Linked DNA regions of Sus scrofa: region 2 is linked to region 1. A link is a contact called in public Hi-C data. All regions are on one chromosome and are shown on one strand. The core of a region is the stretch at or near the end of the contact, and the rest is flanking DNA. Distances in the headings are between cores, read along the strand shown. Region 1 holds the start of CFAP69 (cilia- and flagella-associated protein 69). Region 2 holds the start of CLDN12 (claudin 12).

The links. A called contact is a pair of places that touch in the nucleus more often than the background predicts.
Region 2: a contact with region 1 is called in a Hi-C map of undifferentiated spermatogonia, with 1.5 times the contacts expected there. The contact joins the promoter of CLDN12 here to the promoter of CFAP69 in region 1. A contact is called at or near these places in 1 of 5 promoter capture datasets (liver) and 2 of 47 Hi-C or Micro-C datasets (epiblast stem cells and undifferentiated spermatogonia).

What each region holds. Positions count from the first base shown.
Region 1 is chr9:70,370,527-70,377,398 of Sscrofa11.1, forward strand. CFAP69 (cilia- and flagella-associated protein 69) reads left to right here and starts at 2,896. Exons shown (of 23, transcript XM_013979666.2): 1 at 2,896-3,342. The coding sequence starts at 3,223.
Region 2 is chr9:70,499,280-70,506,151 of Sscrofa11.1, forward strand. It overlaps CLDN12 (claudin 12), which reads left to right and starts at 2,633. Exons shown (of 2, transcript NM_001160079.1): 1 at 2,633-2,646.

The DNA.
Region 1 (6,872 bases), core at 1,646-4,145:
GAATCTTGTTAAAAGTGACATATTCTGACTCAGTAGGTCCACCATGGGGCCAGAATGTCCGTGTTCCTAGTAAGCCCTTCTGTAAGACCTGTGTAGACAGTTCCAGGACACCACTTTAAGTAGCAAGGACTTAATGTTTACCTCACTCTGGGTAACTTAGGAAATGCTTTAAATTGGCTTCAAGTCAAATAAAAAAGTAACCCTTGAAATCTTTAATGAACATTTACTGAGTACTTGGTATGATCTAGACAAGGAGGTCCCAAAGTGTGGTTACCAGACCAGAAGCATCAACATCACCTGGGGACTTGCTGTATAGGTGACCCTTGAACAATGTGGGCTTAGGGGCTGCCAAGACACTAGCTTAGTAGAAAATCCAGTTATAACTTTACAGTCAGCTTTTTGTATCCAAGGTTCTGTATCCACAGATTAAACCAACCAGATTGTGTGGAACAGTAGTATGTATTTATTGAAAAAAAAAAATCCATGTATAAGCAGACCCCCGAAGTTCAAACCTGTGTTGTCCCAAGGTCAACTGTACATGCGAACCCTTGAACCCCACCCAAACTTATGGAAGCAGACTCCGGAGGTGAGGCTCGGGAGTCCTAATTAGGTCTCCAGATGATTCTGATGCACACTAAGTTTTGAGAAACACCGCTCCAGATTCTATGATGAGGGCTTGGGGTGCAAACCTGGGTGACTCTCCTTATTTTCAAAAGTCAGTCTAGTAAGAAGCCCTGAGCCAGTAAACACCAGTAAAGTATATGGTGAGTATGGAGACAGAATGACAAAGTGGCACCTATCACAGCAGAGGAGGTAAAGAAGGTTTCCTTAAAAACGTCACGTGAGCTGCATTTCATAGGGAGTTAGACATCTGAAGACAGTCACATGTACAACAAATACAAAGGTAATGCAGGAGGAAGTTTGGCACCTGTGTAAAACTGCAAGTAATTCAGTCAAGATGGCTTGAGTGTGGGGTGTTTGAGGACTTCCATCCTGGTTGCTTGTCCCCTGTCAGAGAATATAACAAAAACCATAAGAGCTAAAAAAAAAAAAAAAAAAAAAAAAAGTTTGCAAAGTTATTAATTCCACCTGTGGAACACAGAAAGGGAACACATTCTATGAAGAATTTCCCTGATTTCACTGATGGGGAACAGCCAAAAGTTGTTTGTTTTTTTTTTAACTTTTTTTTTTTTTTTTTTTTTTTTTTGTCTTTTTGCTATTTCTTTGGGCCGTTCCCAAGGCATATGGAGGTTCCCAGGCTAGGGGTCTAATTGGAGCTGTAGCCACTGGCCTACGCCAGAGCCACAGCAACGCAGGATTAGAGCCGAGTCTGCAAACTACACCACAGCTCATGGCAATGCCGGATCGTTAACCCACTGAGCAAGGGCAGGGACCGAACCGCAACCTCATGGTTCCTAGTCGGATTCGTTAACCACTGCGCTACGACGGGAACTCCGCCAAAAGTTTTTAAGTGCTAGAAGAGGGAGTTCATGGGAATTGTACTGAAGAAGGATGGGAAATTTGTACTCTGGATATAGCACAGAATGACTATATAGTTAAGTACACAATTGGTTCAAATAAAACAAAAGTCCCATTGTTCATTCATTAGGAAAATGCCTTCAGTTAAGTCCATTGAGGAGAGTCTGACTTCCCAGGGTACTTGAGGTTTATGGGCCTTTATCAGCCTCAACCTATTGTGCCAAATCACAAAAGTCAGGTGAAATCTTCCAGGCAAGCTCCACTTTAAGTGGAACATTTTCCTTGGCAACCCCCATCTTCATCCTTCCTCATCTTGAGATACCCGGGTGAGCACTCGAAGGATGACAAGTCACCCCACTGTCAGCTTTCCACCCACTATCTTGGGTTTGGGTGCTATTCTTACAGGATTCCATTGTGCTTATCCAAGTGGTTTCAGTCTCCTTTTGATGTAGTACACTTGGAATGCGCAACAGCAATTAAGTTTATGTTAATAATACACTTGACACGCCCTTTGCACTCGCTTGGGGTAATAGCAACTGTTAGACTTACTGAACCACCTCTAGGTGTAAAGCTTGCGAAGCGCTGTTAAAACACCAATGAGTAACTTTAAAGATAAAAACTGAAAGAATGCTGATGCCCAAGCCAGGGAGTTTTAAGAAGAGAATGGTCAGCAGTGTAAAATACTACAGACATACATCACAGTGAGGACAGTTAAGTGTCCAGACTTTGACCACAAGCGTTGGTGACCTCAGTCAGTTCAGCTTCAGAGGACTGGGGTTAAGGAAAGAGGATAAAGGAATAAAAACAGGGACTGGAAGGGCTTCATACTCTTTCAAAGAAGCTTGGTTTCTTTGGCTATGATTTACACAAAGTGCTGCCAAGTCGAATCTAGGTTTTCCGCTCATTTTTATTTATAGGGCCAGAAATGTCATTCAGATAATCTTGCTTATTATGTGCCACACACCACTTTACAAAAACTACCGTCTGATTTAATCTTCTTACAGCTATCCTATTGATGAAAACAGTGGGCTTCCAGGGGTTAACTTGCTGTAGACTGAATGATTTGACATGAAAGCCTTCTAACACTGTGTACAATGCCTTGGTGGCTATTTAACTGGTAGGGCAACAAAAGCACAGAAGAAGTAAATAGTTGGGGAACGTAGGTGACACTGGGCACTTCTCTGGGGTGACGTAAACTCAGTTTCCAACACTATCAGACCAACCTCCATCTTTCTCGAATCCCACATCCATCCCTCAACTCTCATGCCTGTTTTTACAAGGCTCAGAGCAAACTACCAAGACACACAGGGCGCCAAGTAACACTCCAAGCTTACACACCGAGGTCTCCCTCAACCCCCACCCCCGTTTCCCTCTGCCGCGCAAGCAAATCAGCCATTCCCAGCCATTCTGCTCCCGGTTTGGAGGTACAGATTAGAGTTTGGTTAGTTTGGATCCCTGGGCTTCCGTCGGAGCCTGCGTTCTTGCAGCCTTTGGCCCCGCCCTTAGCAACGCGTTGGCTTGCTAGCAACCTGCAGCAGGCAGGCACCAAGGTGCATCGGTGGGCTGCGGGAAGCGGATGGCGTTGCGGTGGCCGAGGTCACGGCCGGAGCCCCCGGGCCTTTTGAGACTCTAGCAGCTCTCAGGCGGCCCTCACTTCTCGGTGGCGCGGCCTTTTTGGGTCTCGCGGCTGCGGGCACAGTGTATGACAGGAGGACTTCCATTCCTTACTCTGCCGCCACAGCCATGTCGACAGCCGAGACTGAAGCGAAGGTCGAGGCCTGGGAACCGGGCAGCAGAATCAGGTCCAGCAGCCCTCGCCAAATCCCGGTAATCGGGGTGGTGACGGAGGAAGAGGAAGCGCAGGTATGGCCAGGTGGCTGTGCTTGGGAGGGTGTGAAGGCGGAGGGCAGGGATGAGGCCTGGGTGCCTCCAGGGGGGAAATGGGGGCCCAAGTGGAAATCAGGGGAACCCCCCACTTCGACTCCCTCCCCCTGGGATTGAGGTTCCAAGCGCAAAGCTGATCCCTCCGAGAACCGTGCTGCCTGCGGGGGCGGGAGCTGGCTGTCGTCAGCCAGCTGTCTGGGGACTCGTGTCCTAAGATCCTCCCGAAACGACCCAGGAAACTGGGTAGGCGAGGTTTTGCGGCTTTAATTCGAAAAGTGTGACCCTCCGCACTAAGGGCCTGAGAGGGAAGGAAATGTGCTTAGTAAAAACTTTGTGCTGGGCTTTTTTAATATGTAGATTCTGGTTATCGTGAGACGTTCTTGATGTAGGCAGAAATCCTCCCGTGTTTAAGTTTGCTGCTAACAAATCCTGCACCCTGAGGGGAGGAAAATATTGTTAAAATTAGAAATTAAGCCTCGCTTTTATATGAAATCGGAAACTGGTTAGGAGTGCGTCGGAGAGGATTGGGAGAGAAAAAAATTGATTTATTGTACTGCGTTTGTATTTGGTTTTGAGTTTACTTTTTGTCATATAAAACTAATTCTTTCGAATTTCTGCTGAGTAATTTCACTTCGGAACCCTGGCTTGGAGCTCCGTTTGTAGCGGGGTTGTTTAGAGACGCCAAGGAGTTTGTTTCATGCTAGGGTTCCACAGCTCTCCCGAGAGAACATGCTCCCAAGCCCTAAATTAACGTGAACTCTACGGAGGAATCCTGCCTTGCCTCCTTGCACTGATGGCGTGGGGCCGCCAGGGAATTCCTGCGGAGACTTGACCCGTCTCAGGCTGCGTCAGGAACCCTTCTCCTGCGTCCTCTTCTCGGGGCCTTGGAGAGTTCCCTGGGAGCGGTTGGTTGACTGGGGACCTCCTCGGCTGTGGGAATAGGGTTGAGCTCCTTGAAGATGGCCAGACATTTAACCCACTGAGCAACACTTTTGCATGAGGAGGAGCAGGTGTTAGGGGAATTTACTTAATCGGTTCTGTGTAATTATTCCAATCCGTGCGGGAAGAAGAATTTTGAAGAACAATTTTGAAGTCCTTTCTCTCCTAAGGCTCAAGGGGACTCAACACCGACGTTGTTCTCTCAGGCACAGGGCAAAACCCAGAAGCAGGTGAATCTAGTATCTGATGGTGCTCTTTCTTCCTTTACTTGGTATTAAGGGGGAAGGGGGTGGCAGAGGGGAGAGGGAAGGTTAAGGGAGGCAGACAAATGTGGTTTAAAAAGAAGAAAAAAGGGAATAAACAGGCCATAGCCAAAACGGTCCACAACATATCAAGTAAAATGGACCAAGTACAGCTATGTATATGGGTGTGTATTTTTCTCCCTGCCTTTTCTGTTTCTTTTTCCTTTTTTTTTTTTTTTTTTTCTTCATTCTACCTCTTCTTACAGGGCCTAAGATTCTCACTTCAGGAAGAAATTAATTTGTATTAAAGTTCCTACCCTGTTAATAACTGCTTCTAGGATTTTAACTTTTTTTTTTTTTTTTTTTTTTTAAGTACTGAAGAAAAGGCAAGTTTCTACCAAAAGAAATGAAGTAGAATAAAGACATTTTAGATCTGGAAAATGGTCACTCACCCTTCTTGGTTTTTATTTGGGGGTTCGTTTGTTTGTTTTACCAGTGAGGACCCTAAGGCCATGAGAAGTTAACTGAGAATCATTCAGTTTCTTTACTGGGAGTGGAGTTTATTGCTCTTTGCCATTTAAGGTGATAACCTTTTTAGACCGCTCTCTAATTTGGAATTCTAAATGACTCCAGTCTTTTCAAACCTGTCCATATTTGCAATCTTCTCTTCTTGCTACAGTGACAATTCAGTATATTCTAGTAGATAAAAGTGAAAATGTGGAGTTTACTCAGTTCATTAAGCCAGCTTCATCATACGCTTAAAAATCACAAATTGTTCACCCCTTATCTATTTCCTATTGATTTTGATGTTGTTCCTCCCATTATAAAGAATCAGAAACACTTTAGAGCAGTAATTATTTAAAACAATGTACATTTCGGAGTTCCCTCGTGGCGCAGTGGTTAACGAGTCGGAATAGGAACCATGAGGTTGCGGCTTCGATCCCTGCCCTTGCTCAGTGGGTTAACGATCCGGCGTTGCCGTGAGCTGTGGTGTAGGTTGCCGACGCGGCTCGGATCCCGTGTTGCTGTGGCTTTGGCATAGGCTGGTGGCTATAGCTCCAATTCGACCCCTAGCCTGGGAACCTCCATATGCCACGGGAGCGGCCCAAGAAATAGCTAAAAAGACCAAAAAAAAAAAAAAAATGTACATTTGGAGCACTGGGGAACTTATTAAACAATAGATTCTAATTCTGTAGGTCTCGAGTAGAACCCTGGATTCTGCTTTTCTAACAGGTTTTCAGGTAATGTCATTTCTACTGGTTGAAGGACCCAATTTCCCACTCTGAGTAGCAATGCTTAGTGTATTATAGCTGCAGTAAGGTATAACAGTTTCACAACCGCTACCTCCTGAAAGAGATTGTAGGAGATTGTTTCCTATGGACACAGATTATAAAACAGAGCAAACAGAATTCCCACTCTCCCCCTGCCAGGTCAGATGATGTGGTACCAAATGGGGCTTTAAAAGAACTACTTCTCCCTTCTTGTCACCACAGTGCCTCAGTCAGCCCTGAATTAATGTCACATCCTATGGGTCACACCTCTTCTTCTCTGGTGTTATTTTCCATAAATACCACTTTATCATCTTCCCTCTGCCCTCTGAGTCCCACCTGTTTGTTCTTTCAGGCTTCTCCAGTAGTTCCTTATCGCATGCCTCACCTAATGTCATTACGTTGACCAGATCACTCAACCTCTTCAGGTGTGTTCCCTTTTCTATAAAACAAGCCTGTACTAGATGAGAATTCCCCAAACTCTGGTGGCCACCATATTCATCTAAGGAGCTTTTAAAAAACTCTACATAGCTGGGCCTTACTGTAGATTAGTCAATTATAATCCACAGTGAGGAGCCTGGGACTCCTAAAAACTTCCCTCAAGTGACTTTTAGCTTCAGAACCACTAAGCTAGATGATGTCTAAGTCCCTGCCATCCTCAGAGTTCCTCGGGTCCACTTCTCTGTCCTGTTTTCAAAGGTTCCCAATGCATAATCTGTACTTGATCTGTACCATGTACTCTGCTTAGTGCCACCTCCTTCTCTGTTGATTTTTTCTATCAGGTCCTCCAATATCCCACAGCACAACCCGTGGTATACAGGAGGTGATATTAAATAGTATTGAATGAATGCCCTCCCTCTTTTCTGAATTTAAATCTTACCCTACTTTTACATCCTACCTCTCCATGTAAAGTATCCCCCAATAGGAAACACTTCCTGTTCATTTTCACCCTCACAGACCTTCTCATAAATGGGTCTAGTCCATTTATGGTTTGAGTCGCACAGTTTCTCACCTAATTATCACTTGTTTTATATTTGTTACTGTTTCATTTGTCTTGCTT
Region 2 (6,872 bases), core at 1,383-3,882, 130 kb after region 1:
ACAGTCTGATTAGTACAATGAACACCCGTATACTTGTTCTAGATTTAATGATTGCCAACATTTGCCACATTTACTTTATCTCCATTTATGTGGTGTGTGCGTGTGTGTTCATGACATTTCAGCATATGCCTCAATGGCATATTGATTATTTTGAGTTAAATTTACTTGAGAAACAGCAAGTAGGAAAAAAAAAAAAAAGATGTAAAAATAAAATCACTCCGACCTCCCCCTCCTTTCCACTGAAAATGGTAAATAAGTGATTTAGTGGTAAATATTTACTTGGGTACCCAACTGTTTATTTGAGGTAAACAGTGTTGCTTCATTTAGCTTTTCTTTAGACCTGTAACCCCAACCTGGACGGAACTGAAAGTCCCAGAGGAATGGGGAGGGGGAAGGGAGCCGAGCGGCGGGAGGTGGTGGCAGGATGTTGCCTGCAAGTGGCAGCCCGGTGGATTCTGGGAAGTGTAGTCTCCCTGGCATCCACGGCTCTCCCTATGCGGGGGGCCGGACTCCGGTCCCAGAAGCCCCCGGTGCAGCTCGCTGGGAACGCACTTCCTGGGACGCAGGGAGGGAGACGCGCTTGGAGGCTTCTCAGTGGGGGCGAGTAATATGCCTTGGATGTGAGGAACAGGTAGGTGTGGTCAAGAATATTCCGATTTCTGGGTCTTTTGCAAAAGTAGTTAAGGGTTTTGTGTAAGTTTGCTGAAACGAGAGGAATCCTTCAGCGTGGAAAACTGCTGGCCACCTTTGTGGAGGTGAAAATTGAGTGAGGAGGTATTTGATAAAGCTCTAAAAAAATTATTTTGGACTCAGGAGTATGGAAATGCCCAGGTTTCTGGCCGGAGCAGCCAGGGGCTTGGGGTTTGGCTGGCCGGCTGTGCTGTGTGGAGCTGCAAGTTGCTATTTTTGAATCACCAGCCCCTGCTGGTTGTGTAATGATGACCTGCTCGCGGTTCAAACCCACTCAGTGTTGCAGGGATAGGCTTGTTCAGAGAGCATTCATAGGCACTGTTGCGGTCTCTTTCCATTGGCTGTAACCAGGAAAGCTCTTTTTGTGCCCCTTCTCTTTCTTTCTGCCAGCTCTGGTGTCCCCTAAGGACACAGCTCAAAGCGAGGGCGGGGGTGGGGGGAGTGCGAGTTCCTCTGAGAGCTTGGTTTGTTTTCCTTTGAAGCCCAGATTCTGTTACAGGTTTTGCCAGAAGCCCATCAGGACATTAGAAGGTTTGACTGGATGACCTCACTTAGAAATGATTGCTCAGAGATCCTATTTTGTTGGGGTTTTTTGTTTGTTTGTTTTTTTATTGTAAGAAAAGTGTCGAGAGTTCCCATTGTGGCTCAATGGGTTATCAACATGACTAGTATCCGTGAGGACGAAGGTTCAATCCCCGACCCCACTCAATGGGTTAAGGATCCAGCGTTGCTGTGAGCTGTGGTGTAGGTCGACAGCTGCAGCTCCAATTCATCCCCTAGCTTGGGAACTTCCATATGCTGCAGGTGTGGCCCTAAAAAGAGTGAGCAGTTAATGCTTGATAGCAGCTCAAACATAACATTTGGAAAAGGAAAAAACAGAAACCAAAACTTGATTGAAAGCTCTTCTGTGGAGACTGTTGAGAACACTGTTCTACATAATGATCATAGTAGGACGAGCCCTGAAAGCATTAATCCAGGAAGCTGTCAGGCATTTACAAGTTTTCATTCTCGTCCTACCTATTTGAGGTAAATAATGTTTGAAGAGGAAGTTGTTGATGCTTAAAAAAGATATATGGGACATTTAAATGGTGGGTTGAGCTATTGGAACTATAAACTCAAAAAAAAAAAATTCTGGTTGCAAATTTTAGGAGGCACAGCACAAATCAGTTTGGACTAGTTTTGTTGTCGGTGTCCTTTGAAAAAGTATAAAAGAAACATCCTGAATTTCTCTTAGGCCATGACAACTGCACAGTGTTTCATCAGTCCTCTGTATTCTTTCACTATAGTCATGAAAGGATCTAAAAAATTCAATTAAATATTGATCATTTATTTCTAAGACAGCAAAGTGATTTTTATCTCTGTTTTCCCTATCTTCTCAAATCACAAAATGAGTGTTAATTTTTTTCTTTATCTTATGTATAGGTATTGTGTGAATTTAAGAATAAACTGACTTAAAAAAAGTTTATTGGAGTTCCCATTGTGGCGCAGTGGTTAACGAATCCGATTAGGAACCATGAGGTCGCGGGTTCGATCCCTGGCCTTGCTCAGTGGGTTAACTATCCGGCGTTGCTGTGAGCTGTGGTGTAGGTTGCAGACTCGGCTCGGATCCTGCATTGCTGTGGCTCTGGCGTAGGCCGGGGACTGCAGCTCCGATTCACCCCTAGCCTGGGAACCTCCATATGCTGCGGGAGCGGCCCAAAGAAATAGCAAAAAAGACAAAAAAAAGTTTATTGCCCACCTTTTTTTGGTTTAACATTTCATTGGTTTTAGATAATTGCTGACTATTTTTCCTAATTCCATGTGAATTCAAATTGAGTTTTTAAAGAAGCACTGTATTCACTTAGAGTATTTTTCCTATTTCTTTAGGCCCAGATCATTTCTGCTGTGTTTTGAGATGTGCATCTGTTTCTTCTAAGTTGATTAAAATTGTTTTAGAACTGTTAAGTACCTCAAAGAGTAAGTACATCTTTGATTATATCTTATACTTCCTTTGCTTTTGTATATCAGATGACACTTTTTTCTCTTGTTTAGAAAAATAGGGGACAGACCTCTCTTGTGAGAGCAATGACGATGACCTACAGTTTCTAATAAAAGCCAAATTACAGGTAGAAGGGAGGGGCTGCTAGTGTTACTCCCAAGAATTAATGTAGATGCTGTGACTCATACAGCTAGTCCTTGGAATTGTTCCTGAAAAAATACAGTAATGAGTCTAGGAGTTCCTAAAGCTCTTAGCCACTAATCTTGCTCCAGATTCCTTTGACCTCTATTCAAAACCACAGAAAAGGTATCCTTTTGAAAATATTTTTACTGAAAATATCTTTGATAACCTTCAGTTGTGTCCCAAGTTTTATCCATCAACTCTGCAAGTCATTGAGGAATATATAGTTAAATGACATATGTGAAACTGTGTGTTGAATAGAGTTCTGGTCTGATTTGGTCAGTAACTACTCTCAGAATACTTTCAAATAAGCCTACCAACAATGGTCATAAACTTAAATATCTGACCATATTCTGTTTAAAAAAAAAAAAAAAGCTTTACTATTTGTGATCTCACAACTACCCTGGGGGGCATTTGAGAAATTCGAGATTCAGAGGCTGTGGGTGACTTTCCCAATTTGCAAATGGTAGTTTATGACTGGCAGTTGGGTCTTTGATCACCTGGGCTGCAGTACCCCACTGCCTCCCAGATGGAAACGACAAGCCATGCATGTTTGTTCATTCATTTAACAAATAATTGAGTGCTTTCTATGTGCCAGTCTTGGACACAGTAAATAAAACAGAAGGCTCTCTGTCCTCCTGGAATTTACAGTCTGGTGGGAAAGATAAATACTGAACAAGGAATATAAGCATAATCACTCACTACCAAAGAAAAAGTACAAAGGTGCAACCAGAGCGTGTAACTAGAGGCAGGGGGAAGATGAAGGGTGGAGAGAAGAGGGGAGGTTTAGGGCCAGCCTCCTTGGAAGCTAGAAAGATGAGTGCCTATTAGCTAAGATGGGATTAAGAAAGTTCTAGGAGGAAGAACAGCAGGGAGAAAAGCTCTTAGCTAAATTGAAAAACAGAATTGGAAAAGTTAAAAAGGAAAGCAGTATGGCTACATAGACGGTAATATGTAAGGTGGGAGAGTGATGCAATAAGGATTGAGAATTTGGCAGAACCCAGATGGTGGGATTTAAAACTTTGGAAACTATGGGAAGGATTTGAAACTTTAGAAACTTTATTCTGAGGGAAATAGCCATTGAATGGTAAGAAAAGTATTGAGATGATTAGATTTGCACTTGAAAAAATTATTTCAGATTCTTAACTAATTGGTATAGCTCGAGAGTAAAAGCCTTTTTACCCTCCCATTATGAACAAATCTGAATCCACGAGTCAACATTATCTTTCAGTTTTAAATGTAAACATATTTCTTTTCTCCACCATCTTTAAAATATTACTTCCTCTCTCTAGTGGGATTTTACTACTTCTTATCAAATCATACATATGTGGAGCTAAGAGCAGGGCATAAAAAGTAGAGCAGTCAAAGAAAGTTAAAAAGAGCTTGGGCATTAATTCCAGCACTGAGGTTGAATTTATTTAAATTGAGATTAATAGTATTTCCTTTCTGAAAAAGGCCATGGTATACTTGTTGGCTCTCCAAATAGGACTTTTAGTTAATCTACTCTGGGATGGGAGCCAATTCAGGGGACTGGTATAACCCTTGTACTGGTTTGATGCAGGATAAATTTGAACACACTTGATACTGAAAAAAATATTGTTTTATAGTCTGTAGACTTAAGAACTACAGAAATTTATTAATAAAGTCGTTCATCCTGATCTTGTTTCTCATTCCATTTGAATTGTAAGAATCAGGGGTACAGGGCAGCTTCATTGGAGAAATATCAGTTACATCGATACTCCAAGTATTTGCCCCCTAACTCATTGTGATTGATTAGGATTCTGCATGGGTGTTCTGAAGTTCTGAAGATTTGAAAGAAACTGAGGGCGGAGTGCCCGTCATGGCTCAGTGGTTAACGAATCCGACTAGGAACCATGAGTTTGCAGGTTCGATTCCTGGCCTTGCTCAGTGGATTAAGGATCTGGTGTTGCCGTGAGCTGTGGTGTAGGTTGCAGATGTGGCTCGGATCCCGAGTTGCTGTGGCTCTGGGTGTAGGCCAGTGGCTACAGCTCCAATTCAACCCCTAGTCTGGGAATCTCCATATGCCTCAGAAGCGGCCCTAGAAATGGCAAAAAGACAAAAAAAGAAAAAGAAACTGAGGGAGCCTTTTATTTTTGTCTTCACAACATTGATTAAATCATTATTGCTCAGCTTTTCTCTAGCCCTGAATGGTACATGTTATGAACAGGTGTCTTAATGGATCATTTTGCTTAACACCTCACAGTGATCGCTTGATAGGTAATAATTAGGTACCTCTTTCACTGTTGTTGGCATTTTGAGCTCACAAAGGGCATATTCTTTGCTTCAGTCTCACTTAACACACTGGGGCAAGGTCCAGATATTATTGGCCTCGGTGTTCCTCTCAGGCTTAAAAGAGTGTTTTGCATGTGTTAGATATTCAGTAAATATCTGTTGAGTGAATATTGTTTGGTAATACAACTTCCTTGTCCAGTTCTACATCATTAGTACCTACCTACCTTTGTGAGTTGCTGTGGTCTTGAATCAGGGCCCAGTAGTCATCATGTATTCATATATTCCTAAAATGACTTAGCACTCTGCAAGCTGCTCACAGCATACTAGGGAGAATGAGCAGAAACCAACAGGAAACTGGATTCTGGAGACTGATATCTTTAGTAGCCTTTTCCAGTGTAAACATTCTCAAACCCGCACCAGAGTTTTCATTGCTGGACCAAGGTGGTTAGTTGCTAAAATTAAGCATGTAAAATTTGCAGGAAAAAAATAAATTAAAACTGTAAGTCTCTGTTTTCAATATTTTCATCCATAACATTTTCTTAAACAAATGCTACTTTTGGTAGTCTTGACAGAAGACAGCACGATAAACAAAGTAGTTAACTACTGTTAATGGAGAAACTTGTCTATAACTTGAGGACTTTAAAAAGGGTTACTCGTGCTTAAATTCTGATTTTTGTGTTGTACATTTATATATATATATATGTGTGTGTGTAGATATGTATATACACCTATATTCTGCTGGTGAATCATTCCCAGTTCGTACGATTGGATTAAATAGACAAATACATTGTTTTCTAAAGAACAGTGTGCCCTCTCATTTGAACACATTTAAGACTCAGGTCCTAATTCAGTTGCCTAGCATTTTGATCCTGGTTTTCTTTCTGACCCCTAAAACTCCTAGAAATGTTACTCTGCCATTTCAGTGTTAATATTTGATTCTGCAAATAGTAATGGATTCGCTAACACGGTATCCAGAAATAAGAACATTTTCCACATTACCCTTTTGTCATGATCTAAGAGAAGCAGATGTGCTACCTTATTAAAGTATTCTGTTCTCTTGCCTCCTGGGAGGCCTGATGGAAGGCAGGAGAAATAACATCTGAGTGGTATTTGGAGAGTGAGCCTCAAACTCTTGAAGAAATAAAGCTGAGTAAGATACTGGTTTGTATAATTTGTCACATACAGAAAAAGAACCTTGCCTTTTAAGTTCAAAGAAAGTTCTGGTTACTTTTTTCGTTTCCTTATAATAGTATTAATAGAGATAGGTTGTCACCTACCTCAGAAATCTGTGTTCATCTTATATGAGCAATAATAGACTAAACAATAGTAGTATATTAGTATAATAACCAATAGCATAATAACCTGAAAAGCATGCCACTCATCTTGAATCAGTCAGGAAGTAGTTGAGCAGAATAATTTTAGGGACTTTTGTTCTCTTCTTCATTTGACTAACTCATTGGAGAGGAGTCTCTTTATGTTGTATAATTTTCTGGTACACTTGGAATATAGGAATGAGATATTTGCTTTTTCTTATTTAATGTTGATTTGGCAAATGTTTTTTGAATTGCTCTTGGATGCCAAGTACTGGGCTGGTCACTGAGTGCTAAGAAGTAGGTAACACTTGCATTACACTTAACAAGGCGCCAGATGTAATTTTAAGCACCTGACATAATATTAACTCGTTGAACATTTAGAACAACTAAATGAGGTAGGCAGACTTACTTTTCCCATTGTAGACGAAGAAGATGGGCACACAGAAGTCACTTGGCCA